2 separate regions of the Sus scrofa genome follow, and region 1 is linked to region 2. A link is a contact called in public promoter capture Hi-C data. All regions are on one chromosome and are shown on one strand. Each heading gives the region's core, a stretch centred on a gene start, on an enhancer-like site or on the middle of the called end of the contact. The rest is flanking DNA. Distances are from core to core; before and after follow the strand shown. Region 1 holds the start of RBM23 (probable RNA-binding protein 23). Region 2 holds the start of TM9SF1 (transmembrane 9 superfamily member 1).

The links. Promoter capture Hi-C pulls out the DNA fragments that hold promoters and counts their contacts.
Region 1: a promoter capture Hi-C map of liver shows a contact between it and region 2, with 10 times the contacts expected there. The contact joins the promoter of RBM23 here to the promoter of TM9SF1 in region 2. A contact is called at or near these places in 1 of 5 promoter capture datasets (liver) and 1 of 47 Hi-C or Micro-C datasets (heart right ventricle).

Annotation. Positions count from the first base shown.
Region 1 is chr7:76,118,913-76,122,479 of Sscrofa11.1, forward strand. It overlaps RBM23 (probable RNA-binding protein 23), which reads left to right and starts at 1,813. Exons shown (of 14, transcript XM_021099252.1): 1 at 1,813-2,136. The coding sequence starts at 1,941. It overlaps PRMT5 (protein arginine methyltransferase 5), which reads left to right. Exons shown (of 17, transcript NM_001160093.1): 17 at 160-705. The coding sequence ends at 312.
Region 2 is chr7:75,101,848-75,105,539 of Sscrofa11.1, forward strand. It overlaps TM9SF1 (transmembrane 9 superfamily member 1), which reads left to right and starts at 2,124. Exons shown (of 6, transcript XM_013978190.2): 1 at 2,124-2,419; 2 at 3,053-3,410. The coding sequence starts at 3,069. It also overlaps a transcript of TSSK4 not described here.

The sequences.
Region 1 (3,567 bases), core at 563-3,062, 1.0 Mb after region 2:
GTCTGTTCTGTTCTGATTATTTGTTCTGATAGACCTCAAATAAACCTCATGAGGGTTGGAACATCACGTTTGATCATTTTCTCTCCACACCTAGCTAGCTACATTGCCACATAAAATTGATTAGCTCCACCCTGAACTCCCCTGTCTTTCTTCTTACAGCAGCCTATTACAGTGCGTGAAGGCCAGACCATCTGTGTCCGTTTCTGGCGATGCAGCAATTCCAAGAAGGTGTGGTATGAGTGGGCTGTGACAGCACCTGTCTGTTCTGCTATTCACAACCCCACAGGCCGCTCCTACACCATTGGCCTCTAGCCCTGCCTGCAAGTGTCTAAAACCTTAGAAGCAGCTTCAGGTTCTACTCCTGTAGCACAGAAGGTGCAGTACACCATGGGTTCTGATTTGCCTTGCCCATCAGAGAGGAGCATTTCAGTCAGCTTTCCTACCTTAGGCCATGGGCAAAGGGTGAGAATTGCAGGGCTTGCGCTGCCAACCTGTGAAGACCTCTGGCTAAGGCATGAGGAGTTTGTGCTGGATCTGAGGCTGCTCCAACAGGCACTCAGCCTCAAGTGCTCCCTGGAATAGCCCTGAGAACATGTGGATTGAACAAATTTTCAGCCTTTTTCCCTGCCCATCTCTGTTCCTGTTTTGGTGGTTTTGTGTAAGGAGGAAATACAAATAAAGTGAAGTTATGGCCTTTCCTGCTCCAACCCTGTTGCCCCCTGCCTGTTTCTCCACCCCTTACTTACACAAATTCAGACCTGTGCTCTTTTCCAAGACACGAAGGGACCTTGCTTTATTTCCTATTTAAGAAGCTTAGTGGTGACTCTTGGACTCCCAGGTCCAGCTACAGTGCGGTCTTATCCATTAGGACCTGTGATAAGGCTCTTGTCTGGGGACAGGGCAGGGTGCTGCCATGAAGAAAGATGGGGTAGTGAGTGAAGCCAGCCACCCTTTCACCTTCCTGAGCTGCTGCACTGCCAGCTCCTTTGTTACTTCTTGGGAGAAATACTGGAAGTTACCCAGACTCCTGCAGCCAGAAGCCGCATATTTTGTTTGAATAAAATCACAGGGTTAAAGTTGGAAATCCTCAGACATAATCCAGTTCTACATTTACAGAGGAAGGATTTGAAATTGGTACAATGATATAAAGTTAATATACCAAATTAGGACTCAACATGATTCCTCTCACTTCGTGGCCCTCTCCATGTTTTAACCAGCTACGTTTCTGGCAGCTGAAGTCTTAGGGTTCTGGAAGCCCTTGGGTCATGAGTGTGGACAATTCCTTCTCTTTATGGTTAGAGGGATGAGTATTGTTGCACCCAAAGAGTCACTTGCGAAACTCTTTTCTTGTGGTTTCGAGGTGTGTGGGGCACTGATTTGAACTGAAGGTATGTGAGCTGTAGGACCAGGCAGAATGTGGAAGACTAATCTGACCGACTAATCAGGTCCAAGCGCTGAGGACAGAAGGCGGCGGCTAGGAGAGAATGTAGACAGAATGAGGATGTGGAGCCCAGCATTCCTCCCCACGTGAAGCAAATGCAGTTGCTCTCTATAAAGCCGTCCTGGATAAGCTTAATGAGACCCCGTCTTGCCAAAATAGAATAGGGACCGGCAAGGACGTCACTGTACCTCCCCGTTGGCTCCGCCCACAGCGTTGACCTAGCTTCAGGAGTGCGGGGGAGCTGGGCAGGCGAGTCCTTGCCGCGTCTGCGCCGGGTTTCCCCGCCCTGTCGCAAGCCATTTAACCAATGAGAGCGATGGGCGGATGTCTAAAGCTTCTGCTTTTCCCCAGTCTTGGAAAGGTTAGCCAATCAATGGGAACTTGATGGTTGCTAAGAGACCTTTGAGCTTGGCTCCACCCTTGCTTAGGATTTTAGCCAATGAAAATCTGTACTTTGGACTGTTGCCGCTAAACCGGAGAGGTTCGTTCTGCCGCCTGAATGTTTCCGCGCCTGCGCAGATCGGGGAAGGTTCTGGAAGACTGTGGAGCTGCCGCCATTTTGCGGGAAGTGGAGCAGCTCCGGTTGCTGTGGTGCTTTTATTGCGGAGTGTCTGGAAGAGAGACATACTTAGCACCCTCCGACACACCCAGAGGAACCGAAGGAACCGGGGTCCCCCTGCGGGGACCCGGAACTGGTAAGAAACCCCGAAACCGGTCCCCCCGTCGCGACGTCACCTATGCGTGACGTTGTCGCACGGCCCCTCCCCCTTACGTCAGAGGCAGAAAATGGCGTTAAGAGCAGAATGGGGCAAACTTTTAAAATAAATTTTTTTTGGCTTTCTTTGATCTGGAAGTGTTCGCTACTTAATTGTTGTCCACTGGCACTGTATTAGGGATCGGCAGCCTCGTGGCTGTGTCTACCGATGAAAGACTGTTTCAAGGATCCCCGTGACTGATCCCTTTCCAGGTTCCCACATTGCTGATGTTTAGAGTCCCACGTACTGTGGAGGGACAGTCTCAGAGGACACTTGGGATCGGTTTTCAGGCCCTAGTGGCACTACTCAGAGAGATGAGGGAATTGAGATTTATTCCTCAGTGTCTGAAGTTTCACGTTCCGTGTTTGGTCACTGCTCACACATTCCGTGGCGGCGGTAGAGGAATATAGTGAGGCCACAAACGAGGTTTCAGCATCAGGATACCGGCCCTCGCAGAGATGCTGCCCGTCGGTTACTTGTAGGTCCGTGTTTTGAAATGTGGCCTTGGCTTGTTACACAGCGTGGGGAATGTTTTTATCTTTTTCATTGTTGCTGTACTTAATTAAGCTGTCTTGTGCCCAGCTCAGTGACCGGACCCAGGAGATGGCGCTACCATCACCCCTGGAACTTCAGCGTTTGGTGAATTATGCCCAATCCAGGCCAACCGCGGTTCTTCATTCTCCTTTGCCCCCGCAGCAGTGGGACCCAAGCGCTGACGTGGGTCTTGACTGTGTGGCATGACAGGGTCCATGCAGCGCCATGGTTGTGGAACCCTAATGCAATTTTTCAGAGCAGGGTTGGAGGAAAGCAAAGTTTTAATGGATGGGATTGAATGGACTTTGACCAGTAATTAGGACTTAATTTGAAAACTTCCAACCAGAAAACTCATAATATTTTTAGAACATTTAGAAAGATAGATTAGACCCAGTGAGATTTCAAGTTGCAAAGTGTGCTGGTGTTATATATATGTGTGTGATTAAATAGATTCATTCGTTTCTGAAGTCTGAAAACTTTATTCCATAGGTAGGGGTTCACTTGTTGACTTATCTGAAGGTTTTCCTTTTTGGTAAGTTATTCTTATTCTCTACTAGCCACTGAACAGTTAAGAGCAGTTCTTGAAATCAGAAAGCATTTTATTTGGAGGGTTAAAGGCAGACTGTAAAAAATGAAGAACATTACGACGATTTGAAAATTTGTATTCCAACCAATAGGACTGAAAGGAACAGTCAGTAGATGAAAAACTTACTTTTAGAACTATTTTCCCACAATAGGCTGGGTAGCATATATTAAAATCAGCCTGGTTACGGATATATTGAAGCATATACTGTTACCGAATATCTGTAAGCCACACAATAAGGTGTGACTAATGGG
Region 2 (3,692 bases), core at 874-3,373:
TTTGCCTTTTCTAGGGCCGCTCCTGTGGCATATGGAGGTTCTCAGGCTAGGGGGCCTACGCCAGAGCCACAGCAACGTGGGATCTGAGTCGCGTCTGCGACCCACACCACAGCTTATGGCAACTCGGGATCCTTAACCCATTGAGCAAGGCCAGGGAGTGAACCTAAAACCTCATGGTTCCTAGTCAGATTCGTTAACCAATGAGCCACGACGGGAGCTCCTGGGTGCAGCCATTTAAAAAAAAAAAAAAAAGGTTTCAATTTAAAACTGGATGGGGTTCCAGAGGGAAAGGTATCCAGAGAAGTAATTTAGATCCATGTCTGGGAGGGCTAATATGCCAAACTTTCTGGACTCCTATATTACTCATAGTTAAATTCTGGTGTGCATCAAAATCATAGCTTGTTAAAAAATAGATGCCCAGTCCCCTCCTTCCCCAAGATCCTGATTTGGTGGAACCCAAGCACCTGTTTTTAATGTTTCTAGTTGAATATGTATGATGCACAACAGGATTTAAAAACCACTATTGCAAACTATTTATATAACACAAAAGCAGACTCACAGGTATAAGAGAATAAGCTAGTGGATATGGGGAGGGGGTGAGTGTGTGGGGGTGGCGATATAGGGGGAGAATGCAAGGTACAAACTATTGGGTGTAAGATAGGCTCAAGGATGTATTGCACAACATGGGAAATATAGCCAATATTTTGTAATAACTGCATATGGAAAGTAACATTTAAAACTTGTATTAAAAAAAAAAAAAAGAATCACTGCTGCAGGAAATAGGACATCCTTAAGATTAAAAAAGAAAAAAAATCCTTACAGCAGCAGTGTGGAAAATGGATCCAAGGGGAGAGGTGACTAAGAGGCTAGCAAGATGGTTGTCATATTTTAAGTGAGGGCATGGGGCCAGAACCTAGGCAGCATGGAGAGCAATTTCGAAGATATTTGAGAGAAAAGCAGAGGAACCTTGGTGGCACTGATTTTAGCGGTGGGGTGGGGGTGGGGCGGTGTGGTTAATTGTGAAAGAGGCCCAGGTTTAGAGACCAGATGATTGTCATATACAAGACTATCCCAAAGCCACTCTAGCTTACTTTTCTAATTACAAAATTCTTTGTCCAAAAATCTTAGTCTCCTACTTCCAGGATCTGAACCTCCTCCTGTGGAGAGGAGGGCTGAAGTGAGTAAATGAAGGACTTTTCAAGCCATAAGCAACTCGAGACTTGTAGCTGTCTTTACTCAGGGAGAGGGACCCCTAAGTCAGCTTCCCGACATGTTGCTCCCAGGGGGCCAAACGAAGTCACAGTCCTGGGTTTTGATCTCCAGGGTAATTTGCCTAATGGCAGATCCCTTGACAAATGAGTGTAAACTTTTCCAGAGTAATCTGCGATACAAAATTAAGAAAGGCAGAGTTCCCATCCTGGCGCAACGGAAACGAATCTGATTAGGAAGTGTGAGGTTTCGGGTTCCATCCCTGGCCTCGCTCAGTGGGTTAAGGACCCGGCGTTGCTGTCAGCTGTGGTGTAGGTTGCAGACACTGCTGGATCTGGCGTTGCTGTGGCTGTGGTGTAGGCTCCGATTAGACCCATAGCCTGGGAACCTCCATATGCCTCGGGTGCGGCCCTAAAAAGCAAAAACAAACAAACCCAAAAAACAAAATTAAGCGAGGCTCAAACACATACACACAGGTAAATAAAAATAAAGACACAGAAATCAAAGCATGTTGAGATTCTTTACCTGCAATTTACATTAAGTGTCAGGGTGCCCAACTCACGGGGTAAAAGTGCAAACATCCTATTTCTTTGCGTGCTTCTACACCAGACCTGGCCCAGGCTCAGCTATCGCTGGACACAGGACGGTCGTTAAAAGATCATGGCTCCAGTACAGTCTTCGGAAGATGTATCACATATTTGGTTTGGGGCGAGAGGCCACTCATGACGGTTGGTAGAGCAATAGTCAGGTGAGATCCAGACTCTGCGATCCTTTCATGGGCTGTGTCCTCGCTGTCCTAGCATAGCGACGCCCAAAGCCTCACACCCGCCCGGGCTGGGGGCCCTGAACCGCCTCTCGGGGCTTGGCCTCAGCAGTGGGTGGCGAGTCCCATTGGTTGAGCCCGCAAATGCTTCGGACGTACACCAGGTGTGGGCGCAGCCGCCGCCCGGGCTCGGTGTCCTGGGTAGTCACTGGGCGCGCTGCGGGAACTGTTCTCAGGCGTCCAACCCAAACCTTGCCGGGAACAGGCGGCCCGCTTGGCGGCGACTCTTATCCAAAAGGGGCGTCTGTGTCCCCAAAGCCAGTTCTCAACCGCAGCCCCCTCCCGGGGAAAGCGGGAAGGATTGGAACAGCAACGGCCGCGGGGGGGGCGTGGCCCCCTGCTGGCTCCAGGAAGGGGCCGAGGTCCCCGCGGGTGAAGGCGGAAGTGGTAAGACTGACGTGTCCTGAGCTGCCCTTCCGATCGCCTGGAGGGCCCCCTGCCAAGCGACAGGCTAGGCAAGCCTCGCGGGGGCTCCAGAGCCGGGCCCGGCCTCTGGCAGTGGAAAGCTCCTTGCAGAACCCTTAAGTGAGCTGGGAGCGGTGTCTCGCGGTGTGATCGCAGCCGCTGCGATCAGGCACTGCAGCGGCCAGCCCCGTGGAGGTCAGTCGTCGGGTCCTCTCCAGGCCCCCGCTAGCGCGCCGCTCTGGGGGAGACCCCGGCAAGAGCGCAAGGGCTGCTGCGGGGCGGCAGAGGCCGCTGGCGGCGCCTCGGCCAGCCCTTCCCGCGCGGAGAGCACCCTGGGGCTGCGGCGGGAAGGTGCGAGGCCGCGTGGCGTTGCCATGGAAACGGGCTGGGGCGCGCGGGGAGGTCCGGAGCAGAAGGGCTAGCAGAGGGGGTACCCCAGGTTGAGAAGACTAGGGAGCAGAGGCAGAGCCCAGTGTTCGGTTTAGAGACGTGGTGTGGTGTGGCGGTTGGGGAGGTGGCCTCCTGAGGGAGGGTCGGAAGGGCCAAGGGGAGGAATTGGAGCCATTGGGCGTCGTTTGACCCTGGTTCCGATAACTGCAGGATTCCCCCAAACAGGTTCCGCTGCCTAAGGATGACAGTTCTAGGGCACCTTCGAAGTTGGAGCTGCCGGTGGTTGCCACTCTTGCTGCTGCTGGGCACAGGCCGTGAGCCAGGGGTGGAAGGTGTGACACACTACAAGGCCGGCGACCCCGTCATTCTGTATGTCAACAAAGTGGGACCTTATCATAACCCTCAGGAGACTTACCACTACTATCAGCTTCCAGTATGCTGTCCTGAGAAGATTCGTCACAAAAGCCTTAGCCTGGGTGAAGTGCTGGATGGGGACCGAATGGCTGAGTCTTTGTACGAGATCCGCTTTCGGGAGAATGTGGAGAAGAGAATTCTATGCCACATGCAGCTCAATTCCGCGCAGGTCAGCCTCTCCACATTGACTAGAACTTAGCCCTCCCTGCCAGGGACTAATAACGTGCCTTTACGGTTTGCAAAGCAGCTTTGTGGAAATGGGCCGAGTTGATAATAACTACAACCCCTTGTGGCAGGCAGGGGAAATGGTATATTTGCATTTGATTAACAAAGAAACATAGTAACTTTTTCAGGACTACAGGGATAGTAAATTGCAGAGCTGATGTTGGTGCCCAGGGATCCAGACTCAGAGCTTCTCTGTTGGTAGTAGGGTACCAACTATCACTCCTAT